Regions from separate parts of the Mus musculus genome. Here all the other regions are linked to region 1. Evidence: chromatin contacts called from public HiCAR-type and HiChIP or PLAC-seq data. All regions are on one chromosome and are shown on one strand. Each heading gives the region's core, a stretch centred on a gene start, on an enhancer-like site or on the middle of the called end of the contact. The rest is flanking DNA. Distances are from core to core; before and after follow the strand shown. Region 1 overlaps Prkn (parkin RBR E3 ubiquitin protein ligase). Region 2 has its middle 11 kb from the start of Gm34799. Region 3 overlaps Gm34799 (a long non-coding RNA gene).

Evidence for each region. HiCAR-type assays count read pairs that join an accessible place to other places. HiChIP or PLAC-seq counts read pairs in DNA pulled down with a chosen protein or histone mark.
Region 2: a contact with region 1 is called in an H3K27ac HiChIP or PLAC-seq map of embryonic stem cells, with 7 times the contacts expected there. The contact joins two enhancer-like sites. A contact is called at or near these places in 1 of 484 Hi-C or Micro-C datasets (embryonic stem cells) and 3 of 115 datasets of contacts at active chromatin or transcription factors (astrocytes and embryonic stem cells).
Region 3: a contact with region 1 is called in a HiCAR-type map of astrocytes, with 2.8 times the contacts expected there. The contact joins two enhancer-like sites. A contact is called at or near these places in 1 of 39 promoter capture datasets (frontonasal cranial neural crest), 1 of 115 datasets of contacts at active chromatin or transcription factors (astrocytes) and 2 of 9 other capture datasets (embryonic stem cells and embryonic tail).

Annotation. Positions count from the first base shown.
Region 1 is chr17:11,066,934-11,069,963 of GRCm38.p6, reverse strand. It overlaps Prkn (parkin RBR E3 ubiquitin protein ligase), which reads right to left. Exons shown (of 12, transcript NM_016694.4): 2 at 2,672-2,835. Among named protein-coding and RNA genes, the nearest start is that of Gm41526, 65 kb to the left of the region's middle. Within about 2 kb of position 1,738, at least 82 of the 459 cell types and tissues checked have an H3K27ac peak or open chromatin away from gene starts, as enhancers often do. A contact at or near this core is called in astrocytes and embryonic stem cells, where this site is marked.
Region 2 is chr17:9,915,969-9,918,754 of GRCm38.p6, reverse strand. It overlaps a transcript of Gm34799 not described here. Among named protein-coding and RNA genes, the nearest start is that of Gm34799, 11 kb to the right of the region's middle. Within about 2 kb of position 1,499, at least 5 of the 459 cell types and tissues checked have an H3K27ac peak or open chromatin away from gene starts, as enhancers often do. A contact at or near this core is called in embryonic stem cells, where this site is marked.
Region 3 is chr17:9,878,290-9,881,057 of GRCm38.p6, reverse strand. All of the region lies in intron 1 of Gm34799 (a long non-coding RNA gene), which reads left to right. Among named protein-coding and RNA genes, the nearest start is that of Gm34799, 27 kb to the left of the region's middle. Within about 2 kb of position 1,312, at least 52 of the 459 cell types and tissues checked have an H3K27ac peak or open chromatin away from gene starts, as enhancers often do. A contact at or near this core is called in astrocytes, where this site is marked.

The sequences.
Region 1 (3,030 bases), core at 489-2,988:
CAGTGACAGGTGGAGCTAAACACATTACAGAGTCCTCTGTCACAAACCCTTTCTCCACTTTCACCAAATTTTTATTGTTTATAACAGAAAATTAAAAGAAAATCTTTGTGTGCACATGTACCATGTATATGTGCGTGAACACATGTGTGTGGAAGTCAAAGGATGACCACGCATGTCAGTTCCCACCTTCACAGAATTTGAGGCAGGGTATCTTGTTTGCTGTGTATGCTAGGCTCGCTGGCCTGCTGGCTTCTGACCTCCCCTTAAGAGCACTGAATTACAAACAACTGTGTATGACTAAGTTAAACTTAAAGAGGGCTCTGGGGATCTGAACTCAGGTCTTGTGTTTGTAGGGCAACCTTTGTCACTGAATGATTACCTCAGCCCCTAAGAACAGAAAGGCTCTTCACTTACTTTTTAACTCTCAGAATTTAGAGGCTTTAAGGATAGCCTCAAAAGTGTCAGTTGGGTGGCCTCTACTTCCTGAAGTTGTCTGCTCCCTTGTCAGGAAACGAAGATACTCATACTGCTTCGTGCTCACCCCTTCACAATTGAATCTATTCCAGTTGCTGTAAAAATATTTCTCTCTGGGCAAATATCTGTGAATATTAAATCTGTACCCTAGGTCCAGACCCAGGTTCCAACAGTTTGTTAAATATCTCCTTACATATCCATTCTTCATAAACTCTCAGCACCCCTGGACATTCAGCTCCCTTCCCATGGCTTTCTATGGCACCCCTTTGCTGTCTATGAATGAAATCGAAGGACCAAGTCTGTCAAGATTTTGTCAAATGCCCCAGGAAACTCCATCTTTTCCTGTCTTCAGTATTGCTTCTGCTTCCGGAAGAACAGCACCTGGCTTGCCTCCCAAGCCCGTGGTGTGTGTTTCCTTTTCATCTGAAGAATCCATATCTGGATCCACTCGGGAGCTCTTTCCTGGTGCCTTCCCATTAGATATACAGCCTCACTTTTGAAACATCACGATACTCATCTTTAATGGGTTATACAGTAATAATTACACACAGCCTGTGCATATTATATGCGTTCGGCTGGACCACGTGGCTTTGTTAGTGATTTTAGCATATGTAGTGCTCTCAGACAGTCTGAGCTAGTGTTGCTTTAGTTCAGAGGCCTAAGCGGGTAAGAAGCAGACTCCCTGAACGAACTCCCTCTAACCAAGCCACTGAAAAGCTCTGAACACTGGGAATTCTAAACGTGCGAATCAAGGTAAGACAGTTGAACCAATACATTAACTGTTATAAAATCTATCTGTCCCTCACGCCAGTTAGTCTTACTGAACAAAAAACAGCCAACTGCTACACGTACCCTCCTTTGTACAGGTGAGGGGATTTAAAATCTAATGGCTCTCATAATAAAGTCTATCTGGATTCAAGAAACAGTTTTAAAACCATTTATTTGTGAAGGAAACAATCTTAGGTTTAGAAGTTGGCAGGAACTGCAAAAGCTTTTTAGTTGACTGAAATTAAAAAAAAAAAAAAATCCAAACACTTCTTAGCACAGGCACTTCCCTTATGAAACAAATTGCCTGAAAGCAAAGCACAGCACTTTGTGCACAATGGGTGTGAGTCCTCCTGCCACCAAAGGGGGCAGGCGGGGGGGGGGGGGGAGATAGCAGAATCATTTGCATTTCTATAGTTTCTTTGTATACCCACATTCCAAAAGCATTTCACAAAGCAGCAAATACGTCAGCGCACTGCCTGGCCTGGGCAGTCAGAAGCTCCGAGTACAGCACAGGTCCCCACCCTGCTGTGAACCAGGGTGCAATACCACCCTACACAGAGTGGAGGGGACGCGCTTTTCCCTGCTTCTAATCACTTGAGTAAATGTGGTTCATATTTGCCGGACTTCCCTCCAAAACACTCACTGTTCTCTCATTCTAGGCAAAGGGCCCGTGCATCAATTGCTATCCAGTTCCTTGGATGCCTACAAAACTCATCTCTCCAAATGTACAAGATGCCATAAAGAAGCGGTTTCCACAGCACAGCAGGGGCCAGATACCCAGGAAGTAATAGGCAGGAAAGCAGATCCCCACAGTTTAGTTAGTTCTGTTTCAGGGGCGTCGGCCAGGGGTAACTCCGTCTACGCCCCCGAGATACAAAGATGGACTTTTGCTGTGTGAATTTGATGCTTCCTGTCCTTGGCTCAGAGCCCTCTGCAAATGGGGGCCCTGGGCCAGTGTCTGCTGTAGTCCAGGCAGCAGCTATGAGTGTCCTCCAGGGGTCACAGTTGGGTTGTAAATCCCTCACTAGGCATGGCCTGAGCAGCCTTCTTGGGAACGATTTATTTGAATCCTTCTTCATTACGATTCAAATAGAATAAGGAAGGTAAAAATTGAACAGACCCAGAAATTGTGCCTTCCTGCTCCCTCAGTCAGTAAACATTTATTCACTAAACTGAGCGCGCGCGCCCCTGGCTTCTCTCTCCCGGTCTTGGCTCACCCACACTTGTTCCTCCAGTCCTTCCTGCATACTGTTTTAATGCATAATTAAGAAGGTCAGAATTAATGAAGCCGTGCGGAGTAAAGTTCAAGGAATCCCCAGGTACTATTTATTCTATTAGATCTCAGGCGTGAATGTCAGATTGGCAGCATTAGCTGCAGGGTCTTTGGCCCTGGCTACATCCCAGGGACCACCCACCCAGGGAGACTCACTTGAACCGTCAGGTGATTCGGAAGCTCCTTCCCGGCAAAAATCACACGCAGCTGGTCAGCTGGAACCCCCTGTCGCTTAGCAACCACTTCCTTGAGCTGCAAGATGCTGGTGTCAGAATCGACCTCCACTGGGAAGCCATAGCTGGAGTTGAACCTGACAAACACTAGACAAGACCAGGGGCAGAGAGAGAAGAAAGAATATTACTCCAAACCCTTAATGGCCAGTGAAATGTCTCTGAAGCAGCTTGCCCCTCACCTGCCCTCCAGTGCATGGCATATATTTTCTTCCATTTATCACAGAGCATAAATTTATAGTATAGAGCAGTAGTTAGAAAAAAGACAAAACAAAACAAAACAAC
Region 2 (2,786 bases), core at 250-2,749, 1.2 Mb after region 1:
TCCCGCCCAAAAGAAACTCCCAAAAACCATCCAACCATCCAACCAATCAAATCAAAACAAAACAAAACAAAAATAAACAAACAAGCAACCAACCCAAAAAACCCCAAAACATAACAAAAACCAACCAAACAAAAGAAATTCTACTATCTTATCCTCTTGGGTGCTGGGATTGTAGGTGTACACAACCATACTTGGATGCTCAGTCTAAAAACTTTCTTCATTCATAACACGCAGGATGGTACACAATTTACAAAGAGGACAGCAGTGAGCTCTTGTAGTGAGTCTGTTTTATCACAGCCCATCCTGTCAGTCAAACCCTCCTGGCAGTACAGAGTTTTATCCTGTATGGCTCTTGGCAGCTGTTGCTGCCTTATGGTGGTAACTGTCCTTAATTCTGAAAGTGTGGATTTGTTTCTGTGTTCGTGAACTTCACAGAAACAGGACTTAGGGTTTCCTCTGTCGTCTTTCTCATGGTTTTGCAGACTCACTCATATCATTGAATACTCCTGTGTTTCCTTTGCACTGCTATCAAGTATTTCACCTGTGACATGCCGTAGTCTTAGGTACATATTTCTGTCTTAACAAATATTTGGGTTGCAGTCTAGTTTTAATTTGTTGTTGAGTAATGCTGCTTGAAGATTCCCGTATAGATCTTTGGATGCATAGAAGTGCGGTTGTATTCATGCATGAAGTGTCATATCTGGTTGATGGGCTAATGGCGTACTGCTTTGACAGTGTTTCAAAGTGGAATAAGTATCTGTGCTAGCCACTTAAGGGTTAAGTTGCTCCACACCGCTACCAAACTTTGGTATAGTGTTTTTAATTTTATGTCTTATGACAGTTATTCAGTAATAGCTTATATTTTTAGTGTATTTCTTCAGAAGTGAAATGCTCATGCACATTTTGTATACTTGTGGGCTGTTTAAAGAGCCTCCTTTGAGAAGTTTCTTGTTTTGTTTCCAGTCTGATGATCTGTCTTTTTCCAACTGATTGTTAAGAGGACTTTAGATCTCATTTAAGCCTTGGCTTTATAAGGATGAAGGGCTCAAGGAGCATCTTATGAGGACACACGAAGTCCTTGGTGATCCCAAGGCCTTACTGGAAGCTTTGTGCAATAGTGATTTAAGCATCCCTCTGGTTGTGGTATGTTCCCTGGCAGTCCCAGGACAAGAACGAATGAGAAAGGAGGTTCAGTGAGATGCTGAGATGCTGCACCCTGACCTCCTTGCTTCCTTTATAGGTGGTAGGAGCTTAGTCTGGGTTCCTGAGTGGGAGGCAGGAGCTGTATGGGAGAGAATGATGAGAGAAATAATGGAGGCCAAGACACGTTTCTGTTCAAGGCCCCCAAGTTTACTAAGAGTCTGTGCTTATAAAGTGGGGAGGCCCATCCCCCCACCAATCTATTCTTGGTGCCTGTTGCCAGCCTGTAGGTGATCTGCTGGGTACTGTCTCCGGAATATCTCTGGACCTCTCAGCAGGTAGCAGTGTCTTGGAGAAAAGCAGCAGCAGGTGACAGAACAATAGAGCCAGCTAAGTCAGAAGGCTCCACCCAGGTGGTCTCATTCTCAGTGGCAGCAAGGTCAAAGCCAGCCTACTCAAGGCTGGGGGAGGCTACAGTCTGTTTGCTTAATTAGGAGTCTTTGTCCTGGTGCTGGAGACATACTTCCATACTTTAGAACATTCAATAATCTTGCTAAGGACTGGAGTTTGGCTCCCAGCACCCATACCAGGCAGCTCACAACCGCCTATAACTCCAGCTTCAGGGAAACCTGATACCTGTATCACGTGTATGTACTCACCCACACATATAGATAATTAAGCATCTTCTAATCTTCAAAAATAGAAAGAGAATGTTTGTCCCATGGGACTAGAGAAATGTCTTCTCGGTTAAAAGCATCTGCTGCTCTGGTGGAGGACTTGCGTTTAGTTCTTGTCATCCGCATGGGTGCTTATAACCATCTGTAATTCCACATCTGATAGCCTGTTCTGGTTTCTGCAGACTCCAAGTGTGTGTGCAATACACAGAAATACATGCAAGCAAACATTAACACACATAACATAAAAAAATAATGAACGTCTGTCTCAGTGATAAGACAGTATTAATGACATCCTGAAACAGCATTTACCAAATAACCTCCATTTGAGTCGCAAGAGTAGGGAGTCAAAAATACCATGTCTGTTGGCAAAGAGGTGGAGATACCCAGAAGTTAAAGGGCATTTGGATGGACCTGTGTCTAAATGAAAGTTTACACTCTTCAACACTTGAGAATTAGTCCTTCATGTATCTACCCTCTTCCTGCCCCATCCCAAAACAGTGTCAGGAACGGCGAAAGCCACTCAATCTTCTAGGCTCTCACTGTGGGAAACTTCTCTCTCCTCATGGTGGCCTGCTCCTTCGTTGCTTCCACTCACTTGATTTTAGATATTTCTTTAGAGGCACAGGGTACTCTGCCACCTTCCTATCTAATGCTATGCTGATCTTTGGAGGTGGTCACCACGCTGTCATGTCTTCCCTTACTTTTCCCTTTAGACTAAAAAGGAAAAGTCTTTTTCTTGGGATAAGCATCTTTAAACAGACGGGAAATAGTACCATGGTCAAAGAATGCGCTAAAATTGAGTAATTCACCAAGGACATTTTCTTGGGCCACGGCACCTGCCATTTCCCCGCTGTGGCTGCCAGAAGGCCCATTGACACCCCAACCTTCCTTACTTCAGGAAACATCCCTTGTTTATGGATCTAGTTCCTTACTGTGTCGCCAATACCTGCTGTAGCCTTTTTTCTAAAA
Region 3 (2,768 bases), core at 63-2,562, 1.2 Mb after region 1:
TGTGTATATGTGCATGTGTCTGTACATATGTATAGTGTGTATGTATGCATATATGTATGTACATGTGTGTGTGTATGTGTTATGTTAGCTCCTGAACAGATAGCTGAGTTTATGTGGAGTGAGAAACACCAACCAGAGGTGCCCACAGAGCGATCATGGCAGTACTATGAGCTGTGGGATAATGAGGAATTTTCAACTATTTTCCAAAAAATTATTTAATTTGTATTCACCCAAACATGCATTGCTATAGTAATAAAAAATAGATACTATTTACTAAAGCAAAATAACTTATGTGTTTAAGCAGCAAGAGTCTGTGTACTTTGTGTAGGAAGGGGGTCTCTTTCACTGCCCATTTGTGTCAGATGACTTGCAATTCAGCGAACACAGAGTTCTTTCTAACACACAGGACACCTCCCCAGTGCTTTAGACAGCATCCCTGCACAGGATTTGTCCTCAATGTTCTCTGCCCATTTCTGTGGGTCTGACTTGAGACTAGTCATGGCTTCCTAGGGTCTCGGCTTCGTATATTATTTCTCAGGGCTCAGAAGATGCTGCACAGACGCCTGTGTTCCAGGTGCTTCAGGTATGGGCTGAAGTCCGGAAGATTATGAACGCTCATATTCTCTTGCTGGGGGGAAAGCAGCTGGCAGTATACTCACATCGAGTTCTAGAAATGCCAGAGGGGTGTGGGCCTTACCTAGACCTAACTCTCTTGGCCTGTCCCATGCTGTCTTCGGTTTACTATGGGGGCTTCACCAAGCATAGTCCAGTGTGCGAGCTTTCTGAGCCTCTCACAGTCCAGAAACCCATCGGCTGGGAAGATGGGCAGTGTTTTCCTTCAGGTTCCAGACATAGAGGTTGAAAGTACATTCTCAAACGTCAGGCTTGCATGCTCGTACTGCACTGCAATGCTATCCAAGCAGTCTAGCCCGAGGGCCAATGCCGACCAGAGGGGAGGCTGGGGAGGCAAGCCAAAGGCCCTTCTTGGGTATTCTGTGTATTTTAGCTTGCTTCCTAGCAGGTGGGCAGTGGGGCTGTAGATGTGCTGAAGGATGTGGAGAGGGAACAAACCCCTTCGAGTTCCCATGGCGTTGGCTGTTGAGGACCGGGCTTGGATTCCTTTTCCTTTACAAAACAAATGTTCACCCCACAGTGTCATTGTCCTGGTTCCCAGCTCTTTCCAAAGCCTTCAAAGTCACATTTCGTGCAGTGGCCTTGCCCCCGTGAGGAATCTGGGTCTGTTCTCTTTCTCTTGAGAACATTGCAATGGTAGGATTCTGAGGCACTTGTTTTCTTGTCACGTTCATACCCATGACATCATCTGAGCACAAAGAGGCCTTGTTTGTATGCCAACACAGAGCTGCGGATGCCCACAGCGGTTAGGCTTGGTGGTAGACTTGGAATTAGAGAGCAAAGGGCACATCCACTAACTAACTGCCCAGTGGTGGGTGGGAATTAGGACCCCAGAAGAGGCTGCCACAGAGGTAAGCAGCCCAGAAGTTCTCCTGTGGAAGATGATGCAGGCTGCCAGAAAGCAAACCCAGGAACCATCCTGGCTACACTAACAAGTACAGAAATTCTGACCTAAAAGCAACAACTAATATCCCACTGCGTGACTTCAAATCACATATTTTTTTAAGCAGCAAATTTTAGAAATGTGTCAACAAAAATTCGCCATACCAACCTATTTAAAGAGGAAAATACACCACGCTAACACATTTTAAAAGGACATTTGATAAAAGTTTAGGAGTTCTTAAAAATAACACATTTAAGCAAATCAGAATTAGGAAGAAATAATTTAAATTTGTAAGAGACAATTATTACAAACCAGCAAACCCAGAAGATATTATTGTAAATGGTAAAAGGCTAAATTCATTCCCACTAAAATTATGAACAAGACAAAGGTAATTACTGTCACAATTATCTGATATTTCAGAGGATAAGAAAAGGAAATAATAATTAAAAGGCTGATAAAGAAGAGACAAAATTATTCTTTTTGGCTGTTGATTTGAGTATAAATCTGTAAGATTCAAAATAGTCCAATTTAAAAAGTTATTGCGTTTAATAAATTTGGTAAAGTAATTAGCTGTGACACACGTCCCAATCAATATCTTTCTGTAGCTAGTAGTAACTAGCTAGAAATTAAAATAAGCAAAGCAACCATTCTGTTACACAGTAAAGGCAGTTAACATAAAATATCCATAAATTCAGTTAATCACAAGACCAACTGGGTTGTCAGGAAAGATAACAGACACTTAAAGAAATGAAATAATATCTTCACAAAACAGAAAAATTATTTTTGTATAAAGTTAAAGGTTATTAAAGTGCTGCCCGCCCCAAATTCACAAGCATAATTTTGAAAGCCAATGAAAAAAAAAGCTTTCCCACTCTTGGAAGAATGATTTTTGAAGAATGACAAGGAATGAGCTGAGAGGTGCAAGCCAGACACAGCACAGATACATGCTCTAAAGCCACTGAAATCCAATCAGTATGGCTCTGGGCTACAGGCGACTAGGTCGTCAGAAGCGAATTGAAATCTGACAGGAGAGCCCAGTGTATTGTGGGAGCTTGACAAAGCAGAGCTTAAACTCAGTGAAAAGTGATATCCTATTCTAGAAAAGGCTCTAAAACCCTGACTGCTGCTCTAGGGTAAAATCAGGTTGGTCTCTATCCCACATGATGTGCACATAACTAAATGGGTTGGTGGTGTAAAAGTCGGGGCTGGAACAGGACAGGAGAGAAGTTATGGTAGAAATCGTATGGTTTGG